Regions from separate parts of the Mus musculus genome. Here all the other regions are linked to region 3. A link is a contact called in public Hi-C data. All regions are on one chromosome and are shown on one strand. Each heading gives the region's core, a stretch centred on a gene start, on an enhancer-like site or on the middle of the called end of the contact. The rest is flanking DNA. Distances are from core to core; before and after follow the strand shown.

The links. A called contact is a pair of places that touch in the nucleus more often than the background predicts.
Region 1: a contact with region 3 is called in a Hi-C map of bone marrow-derived macrophages, with 26 read pairs. The contact joins two enhancer-like sites. A contact is called at or near these places in 2 of 484 Hi-C or Micro-C datasets (bone marrow-derived macrophages and peritoneal macrophages) and 1 of 115 datasets of contacts at active chromatin or transcription factors (the NIH/3T3 cell line).
Region 2: a contact with region 3 is called in a Hi-C map of adipose-derived mesenchymal stem cells, with 2.5 times the contacts expected there. The contact joins two enhancer-like sites. A contact is called at or near these places in 1 of 15 datasets of contacts at CTCF or cohesin (the NIH/3T3 cell line), 2 of 484 Hi-C or Micro-C datasets (adipose-derived mesenchymal stem cells and bone marrow-derived macrophages) and 4 of 115 datasets of contacts at active chromatin or transcription factors (SST interneurons, embryonic basal ganglia, fibro-adipogenic progenitors and 1 more).

What each region holds. Positions count from the first base shown.
Region 1 is chr13:110,598,857-110,602,542 of GRCm38.p6, forward strand. No RefSeq gene overlaps it. Among named protein-coding and RNA genes, the nearest start is that of Gm33045, 27 kb to the right of the region's middle. Within about 2 kb of position 1,320, at least 34 of the 459 cell types and tissues checked have an H3K27ac peak or open chromatin away from gene starts, as enhancers often do. A contact at or near this core is called in bone marrow-derived macrophages, where this site is marked.
Region 2 is chr13:110,631,708-110,635,221 of GRCm38.p6, forward strand. Gm33045 (predicted gene, 33045) reads left to right here. Exons shown (of 6, transcript NR_167735.1): 4 at 1-212. Among named protein-coding and RNA genes, the nearest start is that of Gm33045, 6.2 kb to the left of the region's middle. Within about 2 kb of position 1,759, at least 24 of the 459 cell types and tissues checked have an H3K27ac peak or open chromatin away from gene starts, as enhancers often do. A contact at or near this core is called in adipose-derived mesenchymal stem cells, where this site is marked.
Region 3 is chr13:110,939,187-110,943,146 of GRCm38.p6, forward strand. No RefSeq gene overlaps it. Among named protein-coding and RNA genes, the nearest start is that of 4930526H09Rik, 37 kb to the left of the region's middle. Within about 2 kb of position 2,590, at least 33 of the 459 cell types and tissues checked have an H3K27ac peak or open chromatin away from gene starts, as enhancers often do. A contact at or near this core is called in adipose-derived mesenchymal stem cells and bone marrow-derived macrophages, where this site is marked.

The sequences.
Region 1 (3,686 bases), core at 70-2,569, 340 kb before region 3:
TTGACACCATTTGCAGGGAGAGGCAAGAGGTCATAGGGACCCTTATGTAATATGGATACTAAACACAGTCTAGAAATCTGTATGTCACTTCTGACATGCATGTCATTTCCATGTTCTGATGGGTGTCCAAACCATCTTCTATAATTTAACTCGATCATCAAAAACCCCTAGAATTGTGCTATAACACCATCATGTCACCGAAGGGGAAACTAAGCAAAAGACATTGAATAACTCACTACACATCACACTAATTCAGCAAGGTGTAGAGCCAAGATTTAACCAAGGCCTGAAGCTCTAAGTCCATGCATCTAGTCTGCTAGCTCACAGAACTTCAGTTTACTAAACAGTAAAAAATCGTGAATTGTACTACACCCCCTCCCCCAACTCCAGGGTGAGTTCCAATTTTCATCCAAAAGAAAGTGAAAATAAATTATCATATTTTAGAGTATGATATGAACATATAGCATACTTTACTATCAATTAAAGACAGTATTTTTAAAGGCTAGTTAAAGAAGCCCTACTTATGAGTTAAAAAATTAGTATATATGGAAAACACATTTCCATGACCACATCGAAGTCCCGCCCCCTGAGCAGGAATTCTAGTATGGTGAATTTACTTCAATTCCTGTATTGGTGTAATTACAAAATAATGGCTCCCAAGGTGACATTTTCATAGATATGCACAAACTATGCTGACAATATTTACCTATCATTAGCCTCTCTGGTCTCTCTTACTACTTCTCTAAGGAAGCAAGTCTGGCCTGCATAAGAAAGCCACCTGAGACTGAGTCTGGCATTGAGCCAAAAGGCAGCCCACCCTCAGCATTCCATCAAGGCTTCTGTTTACAGCTCCTGCCATGACTTTCCTCACTGATACATTGTGATCTGGGGGTGTAAGCAAAAAACACAAACACAGAAACGAAACAAAACAAAACAAAAACCCCAATCTTTCCTTCCTAAGCTGCTTTTGCTCAGAGTTTCCTCAGAGCAGCAGAATGGATGCAGGCCAGTCACCTTTTACCTTCCTGTCTGGTTTCCAAATGGAGATTCTACAAATGGGAGAAAATGTGTGATCTCTGGATTTTTGGAATAAGGCTTAGCCTGGAGATAGAACCACACATTTTTTATAGAAACAAAGTGATTTCATTTTTTCTTTGCAACTGCATAATATACCACTGTGTATATACGCTACGTTGTCTTTATCCATTCAGCTACCGAGGGACACCCAGACCTAGCTGCTGCGATTGTGCTGTTAGAAACCTGGCTCGGCGGAGTCTTTAGTGTACGTGGCCTCTGACTCCTTGAGTCATACATGCACGAGTAGTCTAGCTGTATCATACAATGGTTCTATTTTTAGTGTTTTAAGGAACCTACATACTCATTCCCACAGTGAATGGACTAATACTTTCATTCCCATTGAAAATGTATTAGGGTTCTCTCTTTTCTCCACATACTCCACGCATTTGTTCTTGCTAGGGTGATTGCCATTCTCACTGGAATTCAAGTTTTAGATGAGAGAAGCGAAGACTCAAGCAATCCGATTCAAAATTTTCAAATGCACTCAAACTTGCTTCTTCCTCAGTGACATTTGTCGGCTGTGATGTGTTTATGGGCTCTTGGCATCTTCGTTCACAGCTTCCTTGGGACAGCCTAGTCAGGTGAATTTGGCAGTCGTAGGATGACTCAGTGCACCGCCAGTCATGTGTGCACTGGACTTGTGTCTCTTACCAATGTGCAGCTGGCCTGAAGCAAAGTAATTAGACACTCGACAGAATAGGAGCCAACTACAACTGGCACGATTTTATTTTTTAATAATAACATTACTTTCCCTTAAAGGAAGTAAGGTGTTCATTTATATTCTGGAAGACATTCTTTTATCTCCTGGGGGATCGCTAACAGTTTATGAACTGGCAGCTTTGAGTAGCACTGATCCAGCACAATTTTAGTAGAACACACTCGAATGTGGAAGATGAAACATTGGGTTCTGGAGACAGGCAGGTCTGAGAGTGAATCATGGCTCAGCCAATGATCAGAAAGAAGGCTTAGAATAAATTAAAAATAAAAAAGAAAGGCTCCAGAATCTCATTTTGGAATGCTTTGGGTAGAGATCTTCAGATAAATGGAGTTCACACACACACACACACACACACACACACACTGAGACATATGTACTCTCGTGCACATGTATATGCATATGTGTGGGGGCACTTGTGCATGTGTGCATTAATGTGTGTGTGTATGTGTGTGTGTGTATGTGTGTGTGTGTGTATGTGAGTGTGTGTGTGTGTGTGTGTGTGTGTGTGTGTGTGTGTGTGTGTATTAGATACATACATTGTGGGTAGGGGAGATGAGTGTAGGATTTGATGCAGAAAAGGGGCTCATAATCTGCTTATTTAGTAATTTCCAATTATATAACGTACACTAAAGACTCTGCCGAGCCAGGTTTATATATACATATATATGTGTGTGTGTGTTTGTGTGTGTGTGTGTGTGTGTATATATATATATATATATATATCTTACTTTAGAAGACAGAATTATGTCAGTCAATATCTACATTTTAGTAGTCTTATAAATTATTAATAAGCCATGGAATTCCCTGAAGTGCTAGCATGTGTGAAATAGTTCTAGAGTTGCGTCAGTATGCTTTAGGTCGCGGGTAAGTCCAGTTAATCCCGGTATGACTCATGGCTTGTGTATGGAGCCACTGTCGTTTATGTGACAATCAGTTACTTGGCACAGTCTCAGGCACAGACAGGAAAACTAAAATGTGCATGAAGGAGAAAATGCTAAGCTGAACTTCAGTCACCTTTAACCTGAGATTTGTTTACCTAGCAGACAAGCCAAGTTCTGAATAGGCAAATAAAGAAGAAAGAACATCATTTTGTCTTTTTTTCTCAAAGCCCAAGTTTCTAGAAACATATATAGTGGCTAAATCATCAGATCCCGCGCAGCACTTCCCATACAGCTGGACTCAGGGCTATGCTTCAACTGTGTGCAGAATTGAAACGTTCCCTCTACTAGTGCAGACCTGCTTCTCAGAAGACATGGGCAAGCTTTCCTGTCACCCATATAAGCATTATATAGTCCTCGACTGTACGCACAATCACGTAGTGCTGATATTGCCAAACCAATCAGTTCTTTTTCCTGTCTTCCCCCCCCCACAATGGTCTCATCTCTTATCCTATCCCCATAATTTCCTCAGAACAATGTATCTTCCCTAAACAACCGAGTTTCTAAATGACTGATTTGATTGTGACACTTCCTTAGAACCCTTCAGCGGCTGCCTGCTGTGCCCAGTAAAGGACCCACACTCCTTGGCATAAGATGGTCCTTTGCCACTTTGACAGCTTCATTTCAAATGATTCCCTTGCTTATTCTTATGTTTGCAAATATTCACTTATGCTAAAACCATCCCTGTGCTTCAATTGACTCTTCCCTCCTCAAAGACGTCTCATCTCTTGTTGTCTTTCAACAGTGGCCTGATTTCGCAGTCTTCCCTCCAGGCCTCACTAAGTAAAGTCTCTCAGGGCACAAGCTCTCAGTGATGTGAATCTTATAATGAAATGATTCATATTCATCAATGAACCTTTTTCAAAACGCTGATCTCCCTAACGACAGACACATAGTGTCCTCTTTGGCTTCCTGATTTCAAGACCTGACTCTGACCTGGGACGGAGCAGGTG
Region 2 (3,514 bases), core at 509-3,008, 310 kb before region 3:
CTGAACCCTGGGCAGGAGAGGATGCCCCGAGATGTAATCTAAGTGGCTTCCAAAGGCAAGGCATACATACTCTCTTGGCTCCCTCATTCCTCCCTGTTAGCCTGCTCTAAAGACCTTCCTTTCTGAAGAAAACTCCCCATATAACGCATCAAGCACTTCAGATGATGAAGATGTCTCCAAGTGCCTCATGAGAAAGAGTCTTGCTGGAGAAGGTCAGTGTCTTTGCAGAAGTATTTCTGCTCTGCTCCTAGCTGAGCCGGTGCCCCACAGCTCAGCTGCCACCGTGGGAGGAGTTCTAGCAATAAGAAATTCATAATCAAATTTCCAGTGTTTTTTTCCTCCCTGCTCTTTCAAGTCTAAAAAATTGGCACACAGAGAGAGAGAGAGAGAGAGAGAGAGGAGTGTCTTCAGATAATAGAGCCCCTGTCTATCTGCATAGCTTGGATGATTCCTCTTCCCCAGTACATAACACTGGTCTGTTTCAAAGCACATGTACCACAAACAAGAAACAAACCATCCCAGTGAGGGGATTATTTGCTACCAATGCCCACTTAACTGAAAAATTCTATAGTTTGTTCAAATCGACTTCTGAGATCTTGTGCTGACAGGATCAGAATTTGGGGTGTCATATTTATCAATGGTGGTTCGGCCAGTACGGAGCCAGTATGGAGAATCAGATGTACATTGTACATTAGCAATTGACCCCACTGTGGAGGGACTTGAATCAGAATTCCAGTGTTTCTAGGTCTTTTCACTGATGGTTTCCTCAGAAAATATTTGTCATGTGACTTAAGGGAGCCAACAGAAGGCACTGCTTTTGCATAGGACATGTATGGAAATGAAGCAACGAGAGAGATGGCTCCCAGGCCCTGCCTGTCTCAATGATGAGTGATGACCATTTTAGTCACCCTTTCCTTGTCTGGCACAACGTGTGAAGCTATGTGGGTTGGAAAGCTTGAGGTCCTAACTGGCAATCTAGCTAGAGCAGAGTACTGAGGGCATGGTGCATGATAATTTCAATTCTTCACCCAGAGTGCTGGACTCAAGGGAGCACATGAATACAGTGATATGGGTAAAGACTGGAGTTTACTAATAGCTACTCTAAAGGCTGTGTCAACTTTAAAGCTCTGTTTAATTCTGCCATGAGCAGTGTGTCTGCTCTGAACGAGAACCCAGGGCCAGTGAGCTGAAAGACTTGGTTATCCAACCCACAAACACCTGCTCTGGGCTGGGAACTGTGGACAGAAACAAAGCAAGATGTATAAGCAGGAGCAGTAAGCCTCCCCAGGTGCCTCTGCTCATTGTGCCAGTTTCTGTAGCCTTATCTTGGCTGGAGGCCTACTTGAGAGTAACAGCCCTTTCCCTCCATGCCATTTCATCTGCTTCAAGCCCAAACACGGATGGCTCACCTTATGTAGTAGTAGCTATTCAAAACCCCCATGAACGTGCTCCTCTTCCACAGTCTGCACAGACGCAAGGAGGGCTTAGAAAACACAGAAGCCCATGACTATCTAAGTGATAAGCTTCATCTATATTCCCCTGGGTCAGAAACAGACTCTGGGTAATTCAAGCTAGGAGATGTTCTTTCTGGTAAAAGAAATGGTACCTTGCTGCATAGCTAATAAAATGCATCATCTGTCAGCATTGAAGAGCCCTTTCGGTCCGTAATTATTATCATTAGGCACAAGTGTAAGTGCTCTGGAATTTCATCTTGGGGTGGGGCTCTGTGAATGGCTCTTAACTTCCCTAAAGGGCTCTCTGGGAGCAGGAAGCCTGCCCATGGAGAGCAACACATCACCACCACCACTCCTTTGAGTGGTGTTATTTGGGATTGTTTTAGTGACAACTGTTTGGATGACAAAACTATGTAAATTCTGTGGTTAGAAGAACTGATAGTCTCCTGGCTACAATGTTTTTGCTAGCTGACTTCCCAGCTGAGGCCATATTGTCATCTTTCCAAAAATTGAAAAGGGGATTCCCACATTTCTCCTACGCTACCAAGCATCCTTTACAGGCACACAATAAAAACCCTTTGAAGGGTTGAACCTCTTTAACTTGATGCATTATCTCTTCATTAGCAAAAGAAATCAGAGCTGAAGCAATCGACAGTGTTAATGGCACCCTTCTGCTTGCAGCCCACATTTGTGACCCTCCCATGAGTGTACAGGGCCCCTGCCATATGGTTAACTCTGTGGGGGTTGCCCTGGGGATTTCAGAAAAATGATGAGACAGTCTTCTTTTTAGAGGGGCTTATAATTCAATGATGAGCTGTCCTCTGGAGAGATATTAAAAAAAATAGTCCACAAACATCGGCCTTATGTCAGACAGATTTGGAATTCAACTTTACTCTCCCACTTTCAGGCTGATTGAGTCAGAATCCCAAATTTCATCTCTTGATTTCACATTTCATCATCTGAAAACTGGGAATGCTGATAACTCCTCTGAGACAAAGTGGGAATGAAAATGAGTGGGAAGGAAAATGACACTCACTGAGCAGGGAAAGTATTACTGAAGACCATGGTAATTATGACTAAATGGTGTGAAGGGATGGGATAGAGTAGCTATAAGTAAAATCAGTAATGATGAAGATGAAGATGGTGTGTATATCTGATATACATTTGAAAAAGAGAGAACCCTTTGGAGCTAAAATAAAAAATGTTTCAGAGTTGGCTTAGTTTGATTTTTTACTGTTGTGAACAAACACCATGAACAAGGAAGGCCAGTCTTACAAAAACAGCATTTAATTGTGTCTGGTTACAGGTTCAGAGGTTCAGTCCATTATCATCGGAGCAGGAAACATGGCATCATCCAGGCAGACATGGTGCACAAGGAGCTGTGAGTTCTGTATCTGGATTAGAAGGCCTCCAGAAGACTGGCTTTCAGGGTGTTAGGAGAAGGGTCTCAAAGCCTATGTCCAAAGTGACACACTTCTTCCTAAAAGGCCACATCTATTCTAACAAGGCCACACCTCCTAAAAGTACCACTCCCTGGGCCAAGAAGAATTTAAGCTAATTTTAAAATTAAATGTAGAATTCCGTTAGGGGAGGTTAAAATGTAGACATTCCAAGTGGACATAGTAGCTATGTCTAGTAGAAGCATTCAGTCTGTGATGTGACCTGTTTAGAATTCCACTAAAGGAATCTCATTTAAATAAATTTCTTCACCAAGTGAGTAAGGACATCCAAAAGCTCCTTTGTAGAGACTCCATGGATAGGTATTCAGGTTTAGTTTCTCAGCAACCTCCTCTAAATCTTTGGTTCTATTGTACTTCCAGAGGTAACACCCTTGGATATTACAAATGATACAATTTAAACTTGAAGGTTGGAGATGAAATTAACTTTGTCAATTCATTGACCTAAATTAAGGAGTCTGTACTAGACTATCTGGTGAGACTCCACAGAGTCACGGGGTCCTGGAGTGTCAAAGAAGAATGCATGCAGGGAGAACCAGCTAGATGGCAAATTAAGATGGCTGACCGAAGAAGGAAAGGTTCTCGAGTCAATGAATGCAAGCA
Region 3 (3,960 bases), core at 1,340-3,839:
CAAATCTTAAGGGCTGGAGATATGTCTCATTGGGTGAGAGTGCATCCTGTGAAAGTTCAAATCCCCAGGACCCATGTAAACTATACACATACACATACGTATCACACACACACCAAAAATGTTGTAAGGAGTTGATGTGAGAAAAATAAGACAAAAACCATGTTTTTGTTTTAAAAGCAGGGGAAAATAAGAAGGTAGATAGATAAAAGGATAAAATATAATTAATATCTGAGGTCTCAAGAAGAAATCTAGAAGACTGACATAAACTTATGAGCGAAACTAAACAAAGAATTCATAAAATGCAAGATTTAAAATTAAATAATGGTTTAGAACATTATGTGTGAGCCGGTCAAGTGAGCATGAGCTGCCTCCCAGTCGAATGGATTTCAAATGTAAAGAAATATTCTTTCAGGTAGTCAAAACATATTCAAGAGATTATGAAGAACAGGAAAAGTTTATCTCATTTGTGATACCAGGGATTTTCGTTGGATTGTTATGATTTTAATTCCCACCAATAATATTTAGGGGGTGAGGATATTGTGTCTAGTGGGTGCTCGATTGGAGCTATAAGACCCTGAGAGCCGATTTGTCCTTTATATAGATCCTATTATAGGAAGGTTGGCTTATATACAGAGATTTCTGCAGTGACTTGGAGACAATTATAAGAGAATGAGTCTTTTTAGCCCCTTGGAGCTTGGTGAGTGATGGGTGGGTGGTATTTCACTCATACTCACATCTTTCTCCTTTATTTTTCACAATCTCGTATCCAATGTATTATTAACACACCTACCACCACTAGCTTCTCTAACTCTCATCAGTCTTCAACAGAAGTTTCTCTTCTTTCTATGGAGCCCCCGTCCTCATTCATATCTTTTCCCCCTGTGGAGTTTAATCAGGGTTCCTTAAATGAGCACAGCACTTGGTTGTTTCCCAGAGCATGCGCAGTATCATTAGCCACAACACAGAAGAAAGTGAGAAGAACATTTCAATAGCTCCTCAAGAAGGGGTGGTGGTCTCGTGGGTTCCTCCTCCAGCCACTGTGTAATGGTAAAAGGCTCAACCCTATTCAGGCCTTGTGCTGACCGTAGCTACTTCATGTTCATGATTGCAATAGCCAGGTAATATCTGCTGGCAGGGTTTCACAGCATCCCCCAGCCCCTTCGTCTATAACGTTCCCTGGGGGGTAGAGAGAATGATATTGCTCACAAGTTTATAGCTGAGAACTGAACACTGCCAAGTTCTTCACAGCAGCCCTGCCTATCACTTCACCATAAAACTGAGACAAGACTGACCACACCACAGCATTAAGATAGAAACTACAAGTTCCCTGCCCACCCCCCACCCCCGTGGTACATCTAAAGTCAGTTCTGTGAGACTGAATCTTGCTACCAGGATTTGAACTTCATATCTTTCTTTTCTCTGAAATTATTCTCTAAGTATGAGATACTAAAAGGCCTGCTTTAGAACACTGCACTAAGAGTTAAGTGTTCACATAGTTTTGGTTAGTCTACAGAGGATGCTCCAAACAGTGAATCTTAGTTACTCTTGCCACACAGAGGTAATTCATTCTCATTCTCTCTCTCCCTCCCCCTCCCCCTCCCCCTCCCCCTTCCCCTCCCTCTCTCTCTCTCCCTCTCTCCTTCTTCCCCACCTCTCTCTGTCTCTGTCTCTGTCTCTGTCTGTCTCTGTCTGTCTCTCTGTCTCTCTGTCTCTCTCTGTCTCTCTCTGTCTCTCTCTGTCTCTCTCTCTCTCTCTCTCTCTGTGTGTGTGTGTGTGTGTGTGTGTGTGTGTGTGTGTGTTAAAACTATTAATTGTAGTAAGCATGGAGAATGACATGTAAGCAAGTCTTAAAATAGATTTTTTTTAATAGAGTTTAACTATTACCAGGAAGCTTCTGTGTCTGTAAATCTATGTGAATTTGAGAACAAACTTTGTCAACTAAACATAGCCCTCCTATTCCCTTCAGAAACCCCTTTTGACTTTCCAACTCCTGCCAATAATTTAAAAGTAAACAAGCAAACAGACAACAAGAATACTACATTTAACCAAGTTAAATACATTTTTGTCCTCCATATCTTATTTATATTAGCCTTTTTAAATTATAGAGAGCCTGAAATTTACATATCTTGAGTAATTTTCTCCATGTAACATAATTGAAAGGAAAGTCCATTTCTTGTCACCATTACCTGGTATTTTTTGTGCTTTAACCAGTTATATATTCATCCACTGTTTTTTTTTTCTTATTTCTAATTGTCACATGATTGTACATATTTATGTGAAACAATGTGATATGTGAACATTACACACACACAAACACACACACGTACACCATTTGAAATGATTAGTGTACCTGCTCTCTTTATTGTGGCTGTGTGATAGGAGCATTAAACATCCCTCCTTCTGAGTAGTTTAAACTATCCAATACATCATTGGCCACCTTAAATCTAGTTTTCTTTTGGCCAAATTTCACTTACCAAAATGTAATATGTCATTAATATCACATCTGTCTGTCCCAGTGATTACTACTGACACAGCATAAAGGGCAAGCTAAAAATAAAGCAGACGTAAGGCTCCATCAGTCACCAGCTTGCCTCCCTAGAGCTATTTTAAGCATGAGCCTCCTCTCTGCAGGATCTCTTGACCTCAGAGAGGGAGAAGTCATAGAGTTCAAGTCATGGGTGGCAGTGATTCATCCAGACTTAGTAATCCTTTTCCTCAGTAGTCCACTTGTATGCTTATGACCACTATCACAAATAAGAAATAACTTGTAAAGCTCAAGTTGAAAGTACCCAAGGAGCTAAAGGGGTCTGCAACTCAATAGGAGGAACAACAATATGAACTAACCAGTACCCCTAGAGCTTGTGACTCTAGTTGCATATGTAGCAGAGGATGGCCTAGGTGGCTATCAATGGGAGGAGAGGCCCTTGGTCTTGCAAAGATCATATGCCCCAGTACAGGGGAATGCCAGGGCTAGGAAGGGGGAGTGAGTGGGTTGGGTAGCAGGGCAGGGGGAGGGTATAGGGGACTTTCAAAGAGGAAACTAGGAAAGGGGGTAGCATTTGAAATGTAAATGAAGAAAATATCTAATAAAGAAAAAGAAATACAAAAAATAAGTTTCTTAAGGTAAACATCTAAAAGTCTTTGGCTTGCCGTCAAGGATCAAAAGGTATTTTTCAATGTTTCACTAATAATCAATACACGAAAAATATCTTAATACCCCAATAAAGTAGAGTTAAGACAATGACCCCGATTAGATGGACCATGTTCCAGGACAGCCCCAAGGATATGTGGACAAAGCAAAATAGACTCAATGAGTTAAAGAGAGAGAGGAGAGTTGATGAAATTGGGTGGATCTGTGAAGAGTTGGCCAAATATAGTGTACAAAATTCTCACATAATTAGGTGTGATGGCGCACACCTTTAATCCCAACACTCAGGAGGCAGAGGCAGGCAGATTTCTGAGTTCGAGGCCAGCCTGGTCTACAAAGTGAGTTCCAGGACAGCCAGGGCTACACAGAGAGACCCTGTCTCAAAAAAACAAAAAACAAAAAAAATTAATAAAATGTTATTTCATGGAGAAAAGGAAAATATTATTTGAGGAAGAAAAGATAGTAGTGGAAGTATGAATATAATAAGATAAATATCATACATGTGTCAATGTCATGATGAGTCTCACTGTTTGATACAACTAATAGACAGGAGTTACAAAGGAAAAAATATTTTAAAAATCCTTCTGAACTCTTTGGAATCATATGAGCAATCTAAGGAGGAAGTCCGGTCTATTTTCAGCCCCAAATTAAATATGGCCAATTTAAAATTAATTGACACAATATTTATAAATAACTCAAGACTCATCCGAGGTGGCAACACTTCCTCCCTATGCTCCATCCTCTCAAGTGTTCGAAGCTTACATTAAGGCCTCCAAATTGAGCAATCTTGCTGAATCATTAATGTTACCCTT